Regions from separate parts of the Zea mays genome. Here region 1 is linked to region 2. Evidence: chromatin contacts called from public Hi-C data. All regions are on one chromosome and are shown on one strand. Each heading gives the region's core, a stretch centred on a gene start, on an enhancer-like site or on the middle of the called end of the contact. The rest is flanking DNA. Distances are from core to core; before and after follow the strand shown. Region 1 holds the start of LOC100382739. Region 2 holds the start of LOC100147731 (O-methyltransferase BX7).

Region 1 (5,941 bases), core at 237-2,736, 220 kb before region 2:
CGCCGGCCAACGGGCCGCAAGCCAGAAGAAATGCGTGTTGCGTGCAAAAAAATTGGTTGCCGAATTGATTTGGATCATGGTGGAGGATTGAACTAATCCTAACCTAACCCTAATCCTTGCTATTATACCATGTTACTAACCTTGGGATTTGAGAGAATGATCTCCACTAGTGGAATGACAACTATATATGGAGAGCCTCAAGCCTCATCTGTTGTATGGTCCTATAGGATGTGCCTTGACATACACTTAACACTCCAATGGAATTCTATATCTGTAATAATAATATGATTGATCTGAATAGAACACTTTTGAAACAATTGTAGAACCTTCCGAACATATTTTTATTGCAGAATAATGTTTCAGAAATTCATAATACATCAATATCACCACAAACCAGAATTCAAGCAATAATATAAATGAACTTATTGTTAGCAATTAGCATTGCCATGAAAGCAACCGGATACATACCTTTGACCAATCAAATTGCAGACCAAGGGTGCTCCACCGGAGCTTCCTCACAAGGGTAGTTGCTGCGTTTGACCTATGCTCTTCCCCTTTCTGGCTCTCTGAGTCCACAAATTTGAAGTATTTGGATTCTGTTTTCCCTCCACAATTATTCTGTTTATTTCTTTCTTGGATATCAGGATTTTCTGCTTCAACCAATATCTGTTGATTTTCGGCAGCGATGAGTAAGTCCGAAATTGAACCATATATTGCAGTCAAATTAGTCCTATTAGGTGGCTGTGGAAATGTTTTCAAGCTTTCCCTGATCCAACAGCATTGTTCCTCAGTTGATAAAGCACCAGGAATGAAATAGAACCCTGCAGAGTTACAGAGAAGAGTACTAATATATCAGAAAAATATTTGGTGTAATGGCATTATGATTTCTTGGCCATATGGGAAATGAGAAATGACTTGCAAGTTTTGATGTTTACACACAAATTTGGGCAGGAACGCATAGTTTTATTGTAAAAGTGTTAAACAAGATGATTTGGTATTCACATAAGCTTTACTCCTGAAATGTCATCACAGGACTAAAACAGCATCTACTTTGCAAGACCTTCCCCTGTTCGAAGTGCCATGTTCAGATTCGCTAGTGAAAGAAAAAACCCTGACGACCTAATTTTAGCCCCAAACAAAGAATCGAAAGGAGATCACAGTTACCTGGCCGGTCCAAGAAGCAGAACACGGGGCGGTCGAATCCGGGGCACTCACGCCGACCAATCCCGTCAGGAAGCTCCCCGTCGGCGGCAAGCAGAGCATGGAAGTCAACTACGGCTGACAGATCAGCGCCACCTCCCTCTCCGCTAGACGGCCTGCATCCTGACCTGGACCTGGACCTGGACCTGCCCTTGACGTTGAGTGTCTTGTAAAGCTTGTACTGTTTCTCCGCACGCCGGAAAGCCGTGCGCTCCGCAGCTGTGGGGTCGGAAGTGCCGTACATCGCCGGCAGCGCCCGAGTGAGTTCTCGCCGCCGTGGCCTTCCTGGAAATGGAATGCTGCAGTCCGAGAGTTGCAGCTGGCCGCCTGGCCGCCACAAATTTCCGGCCCATGGGCCTAAACCACGAGTGTCATGACCTCGTGGGCCCTGACTGTGGTGATTGAAAAAGAAAATTCCTTTTATCTCTTTAGTACTGAACAATCAATATAACCAGCATATAGCGGTGCAAACACTACATTCCGAAAAGGGGTAGATCGACCGCTGAGTGGGGGAAGAGTGAGGAATAAGGGATAATTTTAATAATATTGTTTAATAGATTTGAGTGACCATAAGAGATGGGTTATCCAATTATCTAAACCGTGGTTTTGATGATGCGTTAGATTTAGGTGTAATTTTTTTTGTAGACTTAGTGGATTTTATGAGTGTGATAATAATTTGGTTGGGTGATTTTACAAAGTTTAAACAGGTAGATCGTATATTGTTATAGATTATAGATAAAAACGAATAATATATATACATATATAATACTCCTCATATTATATATAAAACTAGTCGGTTACCCGTGCGTTGCGACGGCTCACAACGATACCCACGTAAATTATCTACAAAAAAGTTCTCAAGATTTTTTATTGGTCGTCTCCACTCTTCGCATAATATTTTTTTATGGACGCACGGGTACCATAGGCAGCAAATCAGAGACCCACATCCCTCGCCTCCCCCACCTTCAAGGTTTCGTAGAACATGAGTGGAAGGGAAGAGGCGGGCATACCTGTTCGTTGCCGGAGAAGGACACGACGAAGACCTGGGCATCTGGAGGCGATATAGGTAGTATACTGCTAGATATATAGGGAGAGAGCACGCAAGCGGAGAAAGAAGCCCAGCTGGAGCAGCTCCAAACCAAAAGGCACCCGCACCAAGCGTTAGCCCGAGAAGGGCGAGATAATACGAGTGTCTTCCCAGCCCTGAACCCGCCGAAGCGACACAACACCAGCACCAACTCCGTAGCATATACCGACTGCTGCCACGCTATGGGCCTTATTTGTCCAATATCTCAGACCTGGACTCCTCATCGCTAAGATAATCTAAGCGTGGCAGGCGCCACCATGTCCTACTCAACGGCAAGCACGGAGAAAGGCCAGGAGCACGACCGACTCGCCCCGTACCCGCGTCAACGTCGACTCACGGCTGCGACCGTGGGCATGGGGCAGCAGATTGGGGTGGAAGAACAAGGCGAAGGCAGGGAAGACGAATGGGACGTTCGACGACGGCAAAAACGATGGTGCGCGCATGATGTGAAACGTCCTCGTGGACGTGCTATAGCCACCGCACGAGTCGGTGTCGGACGAATATGGGTAGGAGGCGCCTGCTTCTACGCCCTTTGCCGAGAATGGGGTGGCGCGGAGGTGGAGGCATGAGGGGAGAGAGAAAAGAAGTAGAATGACGAACGAGGTGGTGGCAACTGAGGCAAGGACCATCATTATCGTACGGAGGTATAGATGGCCAAATGTGTCGTGTCTGGCGAGCCGAACAGAGGCACGACCCATTTAATAGTGTCTGGGCCAATCCGGCACGAGCGTCGTGTGATGCTTGGGCCATAGCCTCGGCCCATAGTGCTGGTCCTGCCCGGCACGATTATTTTTTTATTTTTTTTTAAAAAAAATCATATATACATATGTACAATTTATATTCAATATTAGAAACATTTGAGTATGATGTTTTATTGGTTAGACAGCTTCAAGATGACGCATAACAACCGTTAAAACTGATGCTTTAAATATAGTAGAGATTTATTATATATTTAAATATGTTGTATATTTAAATATATAGTAAAAGCTATATATCTAAAACGTCTGTTTGAATAGAGGATTTTATTTAAAAGCCAACATATTTATCACATTTTTATCTGATCCTCACCTTCGTTTGTCGGGCCACCATTCGTGTCCATTTATGGTTCGTTACCTCTTCAACAATGACTAAGGATCCTTTACCTTATAGTTAGGAGAGATTTTTTTTCTCTTCTATCTCTTAGGGTTAGTTTGGAAGATAAAATATCGAAGAGAATTGGAAGGGATAAAATCCTTTTTTATTGAAAATTAAATAAGAATGAATTTTTAGCTCCTTTAATCTTCTCCGGTTTTGTGGCCTCCAAACAAGTCTTCAATATACATGACGTTCCTTCGTCCTTTCTATATATAAGATCATCACTCCTATTCTCCATCTATTTTAATACTTTGAACAATATATTAAGCAAAACTAAAAATATATATTAAACATATAAGAGTGTAACAAATATGTATGTACAAAAATTTAAAATAAAATATACCTTTAACATAGGTATTTATGTATAGAGGATGATATTTAGAGAACATTCTTGGAGATGAAGAGATATAGATGATGAAATCTTTTACGGGGCGTTTGGATCCCTTCATTTTAGAGGAATTGGAATTCACTCAATAAAGTAACTTATTTATTTTGGAATTTGATATTCCACCACTTTCCAAAGTTCAGATATAAGCCTATCTAAAATTCATGGGGTGGAGGGTGGGAAATGATTTTATGCATTACTAGAATTGGTTTCTAATCTATAACTTACATGACACTATTCGTCTCACTCCTCTATAGTAAAAATGTAGCACATAAATATCTCCGACATCTTGCTAATAATAATATACAAATATATTTTGCATAAAACCGAATTAGCTTAATTGATATATGCCTAAATTACTATTATTAGAATGGAATTCAATTCCAATGATCCAAACGGGGCGTTTAGAGTAAATAATAAAAATGAAATATAGATGAAGAATATAGAAGATTTTGCTAAAGATAGCCTGACTCCCTCTATTGATCACACCCTAGCCATGGACGCGGACACCACCCTCCTTTCCTCCACCTAGCGTTCCATCGGGTCCCCTTTGTGGTCATCGCCCTATTCTACCGCCATACAACCATGTTAGGGGTGTTTGATTCCACGGACTAAAGTTTAGTATGTGGCATATCGAATGTTTGAATGTTAAATATAAGTATTAAATATAGTGTAATTATAAAAATAATTATATAGATGAAGACTAAATAATAAGACAAAATTTTTAATCTTAATTAATCCATGATTGTCAAATGTTTACTGTAGCATCACATTAGTGAATCATAGACTAATTAGGTTTAATAGATGTGTCTTGTTGTTTGTTTTTTATTTATATAATTATTTTTGTGGTTAAATTATATTTAGTACTTCTAACTATCATCTAAATATTCGATGTGATAGGTTCTAAAATTTAGTAGAGGGAAACGAACGGCCCCTAGTCCCACCCTCCATGTCGCACCTCCAACACCAACACCACTAGATCATCGCTGCCACTGATGTTGTAGACCTACCCACCGCCTCCAATGACCCGACGCTCCTCCGTGTGCCTCACATCGGATGTCAAGGCGCTATGGTTGTGCCATGTTGGGGAACGCATGCACGCATGTACGTGGTCGAGATCGAGCACTGGTGAGACCTGCTGATCATCGTCAAGGAGAGTGTCCTATAGTCTAGATGGGGATGAATAGGCAATACCTGAAATTCTTACTCAAATAACAAACTATAATCCGAATTTTCTTACTTTGGTGGTTAGAATAAGAACAATATAGCCAAGATATATACCGAGATAATCACTTGCTATGTTGCTAGCAAAACTGAAGTGCGAAATAAAGACTAGCAATAAGTTATAAGAGATAAAGATAAAATGATATGAATAGCAAGTATTATCTAGAAGAACAAAAGCAAATGCAAATGGGAAGTAGAATGTATAAGAAACTTAGGATTATTTACCGAAGTTCAAATTGACAAAGAATCCTATGTCTCTATTGAGAAGTTCATAAAGAACCGGGTTTGTTTCAACCCTTTCCTACTCAAGCGATCACCAAGATAGAACTTGTCTTCTTCTCTTGTCAAATAGTGAGAGCAATCTCTCTCACAAGGCACTCCACGCAAATTTGGAGGCTCTTGATCACTTTTACAACTTGGAGCAGCAACTCCACAAGGACTTGATCACCTTTTCTTTTCTCTTTTCACTGAGCTCAACTCAACACAAGCTCTCCAGCAACTCTATTGCTATCTAAGGCTCTCGCAAGATGTTTACACTAAGCATACTATGATTTTGGAGCACTTGGATGCTTGGATGCTTTGGAGATGATCCTCTAACTTCTATTTGATGTTTCTTAGCTCATGGATTTGAGTTGAGCTCAGTTGGAGGGGTATATATAGGCTATGCACTCCAAAATAGTCGTTTGAACCCCACTGTAGACTCTACATACTCAACACATGTTTGGTGGTGCATCGGATAGGTCCGTTGTCATCTTAGAGGTTACCATTAGAAAATTTGTCAAACTTCGCCTGTCAGAACTCACCAAACATGCAACATCAGTTAGCCGTTGGAGTCTTCCCATCGCCCAATATTGATCACTATGTATTCGATGTGGCATAAGACATGACATGTGTCTTGTGTTCGACTTGGT
Region 2 (6,116 bases), core at 2,909-5,408:
TGGACCATATGTGACACGAGGATGAAAGAGTCTACGTGTAAGGCATGCAAACAGCCAACAAGATATAGCAACAACCAATGCCGATGCTCTCAACTTCAGCAAATGACGATTTGGACCCAACATATCTGAATAAATAAGATAAGGGAATTGTTGAATGAGAAAAAATTGTACTCTGCTCAGATTAAAAAAACAAGCCAGGGTTGCTACATCTAATGATGTTCCTCCAAACTGGCTTGGTAACATCACTGAAAAATTGTAGTCTGCTCAGATTGAACCAAAAAACATCACTGAGAAATCGTGGTCTGCTCAGATTGAACCAAAAAACATCACTGAAAAATTGTGGTCTGCTCAGATTGAAAAAAAAACATCACTGAGAAATTGTGGTCTGCTCAGATTGAAAAAAAACATCACTGAAAAATTGTAGTCTGCTCAAATGTACAGAAAACATCACTGAAAACTGGTCCTAAGCTCAGACTTAACATAATTTCATCACTGAAAAAATGGTCAGAATATAAAGAAGAGAGTTATGGAGGTAGCAGCATAATATAATGCATTAACTACCTGCATAGTATAAAAAGAAGATAGTTATGGAGGTAGCTGCATAATATAATGCATTAATCCATTAAATTAAACAAGACAAGAGGCTACAGAGAGGGAGAAGAAAGGAGGAACAAAAGGTAAGATTGTTGTAAGGAAAGAGGAAAATAGGAATAGATGAAGGTAAGAGGGGGAGAAGAAAAGAGGAACAACTAGCTACTTAATATAATAGACAGATTATGCTAGTTGCATAATCCATTAAATTAAACAAGACAAGCATGACAAACATGTTAAATTCAGTTAAGTCAATAAATAAACACATCACTGAAAAGTTCAGTTAAGTTAAGTTCAGTTATAATTGAAAAGTTCAGTTATAATTGAACAACATGCTACTTAATATAATATTGAAAAGTTCAGTTAAGTTCAGTTATAATTGAAAAGTTCAGTTATAATTGAACAACATGCTACTTAATATAATTATGAAAAGTTTAGTTAAGTTCAGTTATAATTGAAAAGTTCAGTTATAATTGAACAACATGCTACTTAATATAATATTGAAAAGTTCAGTGAAGTTCAGGTAGTCAAGGATATTGAAAGCACATCACTGAAAACTTCAGTTAAGCACATCAGTAAAAAATTCTATTGATTGCAGATATAAAGAAAGCACATCACTAAAAAGTTCAGTTAAACATGCTTAAATGGCTTTCTTACAGTACTGACAGAGCCTTAAAACATCACTGATGAATCATACATTATCAAAAGGGTATGTTTCATATTTATTCTGTAAACAGATCTAGACAAGAATTTAACGAGGAATACTAATCAGATATACTAATCAAATATATAAACAAAGACAAGAGTTTGGTACTAGACAACAGATCAGCAAGGCAAGTATACTAATCAGATATATAAACAAAGACAAGAACTTTACGACAAACGAGAAGATCACAGATCAGTAATCGAGGGAACTAGGAGGACAAACGAGAAGAGAAGATCTAGATGGGTACTAACCTGAGAAGAGGGAGACGACACAGCTAGGGTTCACTCGCAGCTGAGAACCGATCGAGGTCGTAGGAGAGCGATCTAACCTGAGAAGAGGGAGACCACACGGCTAGGGTTTGCTCGCAGCTGAGAACCGATCGAGGTCGTAGGAGAGCGATCCTTGCGAAGCAGATGAAATCAAATGAGAAGATAAAGCAGATGAAAGTAGATGAGCAGCCAAGAAAGGGGCTTACCTTGCGAAGCAGATGAAAGTAGATCGACAGATCGAGCTCGTCCACGGGCGCGGTGTCGTCACCACGGGTGGAGAGAGATGACGGCGGCGAGCCCGTGAGCACGGCGACTGCGAGTGAACCCGAGAGGCGAGAGCGAGTGAACCCGAGAGGCGAGAGCCGCGGCGGCGGCTGCGAGTGGCGAGAGAACCCGAGAGGAGAGTGGCGAGAGGAGAGAACCCTAGAGCCGCGGCGGCGACTGCGAGTGGTCTGAAGACGAGAGCGAGAGGAGAGTGGCGAGAGGAGAGAACCCTAGAGCCGCGCCGGCTGCGAGGGGTCTGAAGACGAGAGCAAGAGGAGTGGCGAGAGGAGAAAACCCTAGAGCCGCGGCGGCTGCGAGTAGCCAGGCTCACTTGCGAAGCAACTTTTCCGCGTTCGAAATGGGCCTGGTTGTGCGCTCGCTTGAGACAGGCTCGTGCGCTGGGCCACGAAACCAAACATTGAGACGTTGTTTCAAATGGGCCTGGTTGTGCCCTGGGTCAGGCAACCAAACATACCCATAGCAGTGTAAAATTTAGATCTCCTTGCTTGTCACCCTGACAAGAAACCAGACAGGGCACGAGCTGAACGCAGACAGGTTGGCCGCGCGCAGGCAGCTTTTTTTGTTGTTGTTTGCATGTGTTCGCAGGACAGGCTTTACTCAGGCATTGATTGGTTGGCTTGTGCGTCGTCCGTGAGCTGCATGCATCACCCGACCCGAGTCCCGAGGCGAGCAGCGAGCTAGCTACAAACAGATATCATTTATGTTTCCGTCCTCCGAGAGCCAAGCAAAATGTTTCAGCTGGAGTCACACTCACACATGACATGCACGCGGACGCGAGAGAGAGCTGCTGGAATGGAAGCATTCTTTTTGGTTCGTTTTCCATTGCATTATTACACACAGCTGGATACATGGGCTTGATGAAGCCCGGCCGGCCGTGATTTATTTTAGCCCGCCCACAGATGCAACTAGATACCGAAATAAAAAGGGTAAACAACATGATCGATCGATTTATTATGACACAAACACGTACAAACATGCATATATGATCGACTCTCGATCCATGATCATCACGGGAAGACCTCGATGATGGACGGGATGCCTCGGGTGTGCGTGATCTTGTAGTCACGGAACCCAGCCGCCAGGAAGATCCTCCTCCACTCGTGCTCCTCCCGCTCCGCCCCGTTCACGAAGCTCAGTATGTGGAGATCCAACACATACGTCTCCCTGCACGTCTTGTCGTCGTCGTCGTCGTCTGCCCGAGATCCGAGCACCGTGTCTATTATTATCACCTTCCCCCCTGCTTCCTTGCCACCGATCGCTTCCTTGCAGCGCTCCATTATCTTGATGCACTTGTCCTCATCCCAGTCGTGCAGGATCCACTGCAGCATCATATATATATATACAACTGTTTATCAGTATATATTATATGGAGTAATAGTATACACGATGATGTATACATACATACATACACACATACCTTGAGCATGAGTGCGTCAGCCGACGGGATGTGCTCGAACATGTCGCCGCCGTGGAAGGACAGGCCGGCGGTGCCGGCGGGAGCCTCGGCGACGACGTGGGGGAGGTCCATGACGGTGCACCTCTGGATGTGCGGGAAGGCGGCGACGACGGCGGCGGCGGCGGTGCCGCGGCCGCCGCCGACGTCGACGAGCGACTTGATGCCGTCGAACACGTGCGGGCACCGGCGGACCACGGCCTGCATCACGAGCCGGGTGTCGGCGTCCATGCTCTCGTAGAAGCTGGCCCTGTTGGCCGCGTCGTCCTCCACGCACGCCCACATCCCCTGCCGGTGCACCGTCTCGTACAGCGACACGGACGCCGCGCTCTCGTCCTTCATCCACTCGCCCATGCTGAACAGCAGGGAGATGGTGTTGGGGCGGACCAGGTGGGCGATGTTGGGGAGGATGCTCGGGGTAGTAGTGTTCTCCTTCGAGGCGCCGGCGCCGGCGGCGGCGGCGTCGACGCTGCTGCTGCTGCTGCTGACGAGCAGCCGGGACGCCGGGGTGAGCTGGTAAGAGATGGCGGCCGCGTCGTCGGCCTTGGCGGGGTCGTCGTGGCTGACCGCGAAGATGCGCATGGCTGTCAGCGTGCGCATGACCCGTCGGAGGTAGTCGTGGTTGGACGCCGGGATCTCGCTTGCGGCGAGCAGCTCGCCCAGGGTGGCGCTCCCGCCGCAGCGGTCGATGGTGTCGGGGATGCGCAGGTCCAGGGCGCACTTGAGCGCCATGGACTTGACGTAGCCCAGGGCATGGCACCACAGCTGCCGGTGGGCTGCAAGCAGCTCCTCGGTGTCGTCCGTGCCGTGCTGCGCCTGGTGCCCCATGGTTGTCTGAGTATTTGATTGATGACACTCTTCCCATATACATTCAGCATTATATATACACTAGCGTTAGCATAGCAGGGGTACGGTAGGTACGCCAGGAGCGGGAAAAAAGAATTTGCCGCGGTAAATATCGATCCAGGGATGAAACAGAATGGGTTGGTAAAGCATGCATGATGAAGAGCATCTTCTACAGGGGAGGACGGGAGGGAGGTGGCGATCTATTCGATCGGTCCAGGGGTTATTAATTTATTATATATATAATAATGTAATATGCTGAGCGGCCACTTGATCTAGTCCCGACAGCTTGCACATATGCTTGCATCACTGCATATTCAGTGTTGTCAGCTGAGTTCATCAATGATGTCAGCAGAAAAAGCTTCATGTGATAGATATTTTTTTTCCTCTTCTTCTATATATGAGGTGTGTTTATACGCTTGAATAAGAAGAGGTCATAAGCAAAGACGCTCTGAACCTTATCAAGACACGAGGGACTTAAGTCACGACTCGTTCGAGGCCAATCCTGTGTGGTAAACGTAGTCATAGATCGTTTGAGTCCAACCCAAAATAAGCCGCGCATTTCCGACTCGAACGAGGGTGTCTCGGGCGATGCTCTGCAAGGTGCCTGACTCGGCTAACCACTCCTATCACTTTATTTGCATGATAATATATAAAGGAAAGCTGGATTTTTTATTGTTGTCATGGAATATAATCCAGGGACACGATGACATATTTAATTTTTGGCGACGGTTGTGGCGGCGGTAACAGAATGTCAGTGGCGGCGCTGGGGTGGTACAGATACGGAGTTTGACGAGGAGACCAGAGATGTGGCTAACAGTAGACAGACATGAACGGGTACACTTGCGTTGAGTTATCAGAGTTAATGACTTTCTCGGGTCCATATGAACCCTTTATTATTATCTAATTAAAGTTGGACATTTTTTCAATACATCGTGTGGATGGCTCACTACCCTATATATACCACAGATGTGTTTTCTTGAGCCACATCTCTAAGGTCCCGTTTGTTTCCTTTCATTTTGAGGATTTGGAATTTTACTATTGGAATATGTTTTTTTAGAATGTGACATTCCACCACTTTTCAAAGTTACCATATAAGCCTATCTCAAATTCATGGGGTGAGAGATGAAAATTGATTATATAGATTTACATGCTATTTTTCCGATGTACAACTTATAGCACACTCTTCTACTTGCTTCGTTATAACATGAATGTAGTATATAACTATCTCTCATATGATTTAAGATAATATACAAATATATTACATATATAAATATATGAACTTAATTAGTTTTGTCTAAATTATAATTATTAAAATGAAATTCAATTCCAACGAGAAACAAACGGTACCTAATATATTTCTTCTAAGATAGGGTTTTAAGCCAATATATCAGAATATTACAAAAGCATCTACCCGTGTCTCTATTTTAATATTTCTTTTTCGTCTCGCTAATGATGTAGTAGTGTCTCTTTTTGTAAAATGAACATAAAATCCACGGACATGGGACGCTGAGTATTACCAGTTTCCGACGACCTGAACATTAGTGAGGACTAGTCGGTTACCCGTGCATTGCGACGGCTCACAACAATATCCACATAAACTATCCACCAAAAAGATCTCAAGATTTTTTATTGGTTGTCTCCACTCTTCGCATGATATTTTTTATGAACGCAAGACCCTCATCACTCGCCTCCCTCACTTCCAAGGTTTCGTAGAACAGGAGGGGAAGGGAAGAGGCGCGCATACCTGCTCGTTGCCGGAGAAGGACACAACGAAAATCTGAGCATCTGGAGGCGACATAGGTAGTATACTGCTAGATATATAGGGAGAGAGCACGCAAGCGAAGAAAGAAGCCCAGCCGGAGCAGCTCCAAACCAAGAGGCACCCCCACCAGGCGTCAGTCTGAGAAGGGCGAGAGAATGCGAGTGTCTTCCCAGCCCTGGACCCGCCGAAGTGACACAACACCAC

What was found. A called contact is a pair of places that touch in the nucleus more often than the background predicts.
Region 1: a contact with region 2 is called in a Hi-C map of leaf, with 3 times the contacts expected there. The contact joins the promoter of LOC100382739 here to the promoter of LOC100147731 in region 2. A contact is called at or near these places in 8 of 25 Hi-C or Micro-C datasets (ear, endosperm, leaf and 3 more) and 1 of 3 datasets of contacts at active chromatin or transcription factors (leaf).

Annotation. Positions count from the first base shown.
Region 1 is chr4:20,142,599-20,148,539 of Zm-B73-REFERENCE-NAM-5.0, reverse strand. It overlaps LOC100382739, which reads right to left and starts at 1,486. Exons shown (of 7, transcript NM_001175456.1): 1 at 1,165-1,486; 2 at 469-821. The coding sequence starts at 1,444.
Region 2 is chr4:19,926,787-19,932,902 of Zm-B73-REFERENCE-NAM-5.0, reverse strand. LOC100147731 (O-methyltransferase BX7) reads right to left here and starts at 4,158. Exons shown (of 2, transcript NM_001127247.2): 1 at 3,269-4,158; 2 at 2,640-3,170. The coding sequence starts at 4,132. The coding sequence ends at 2,859.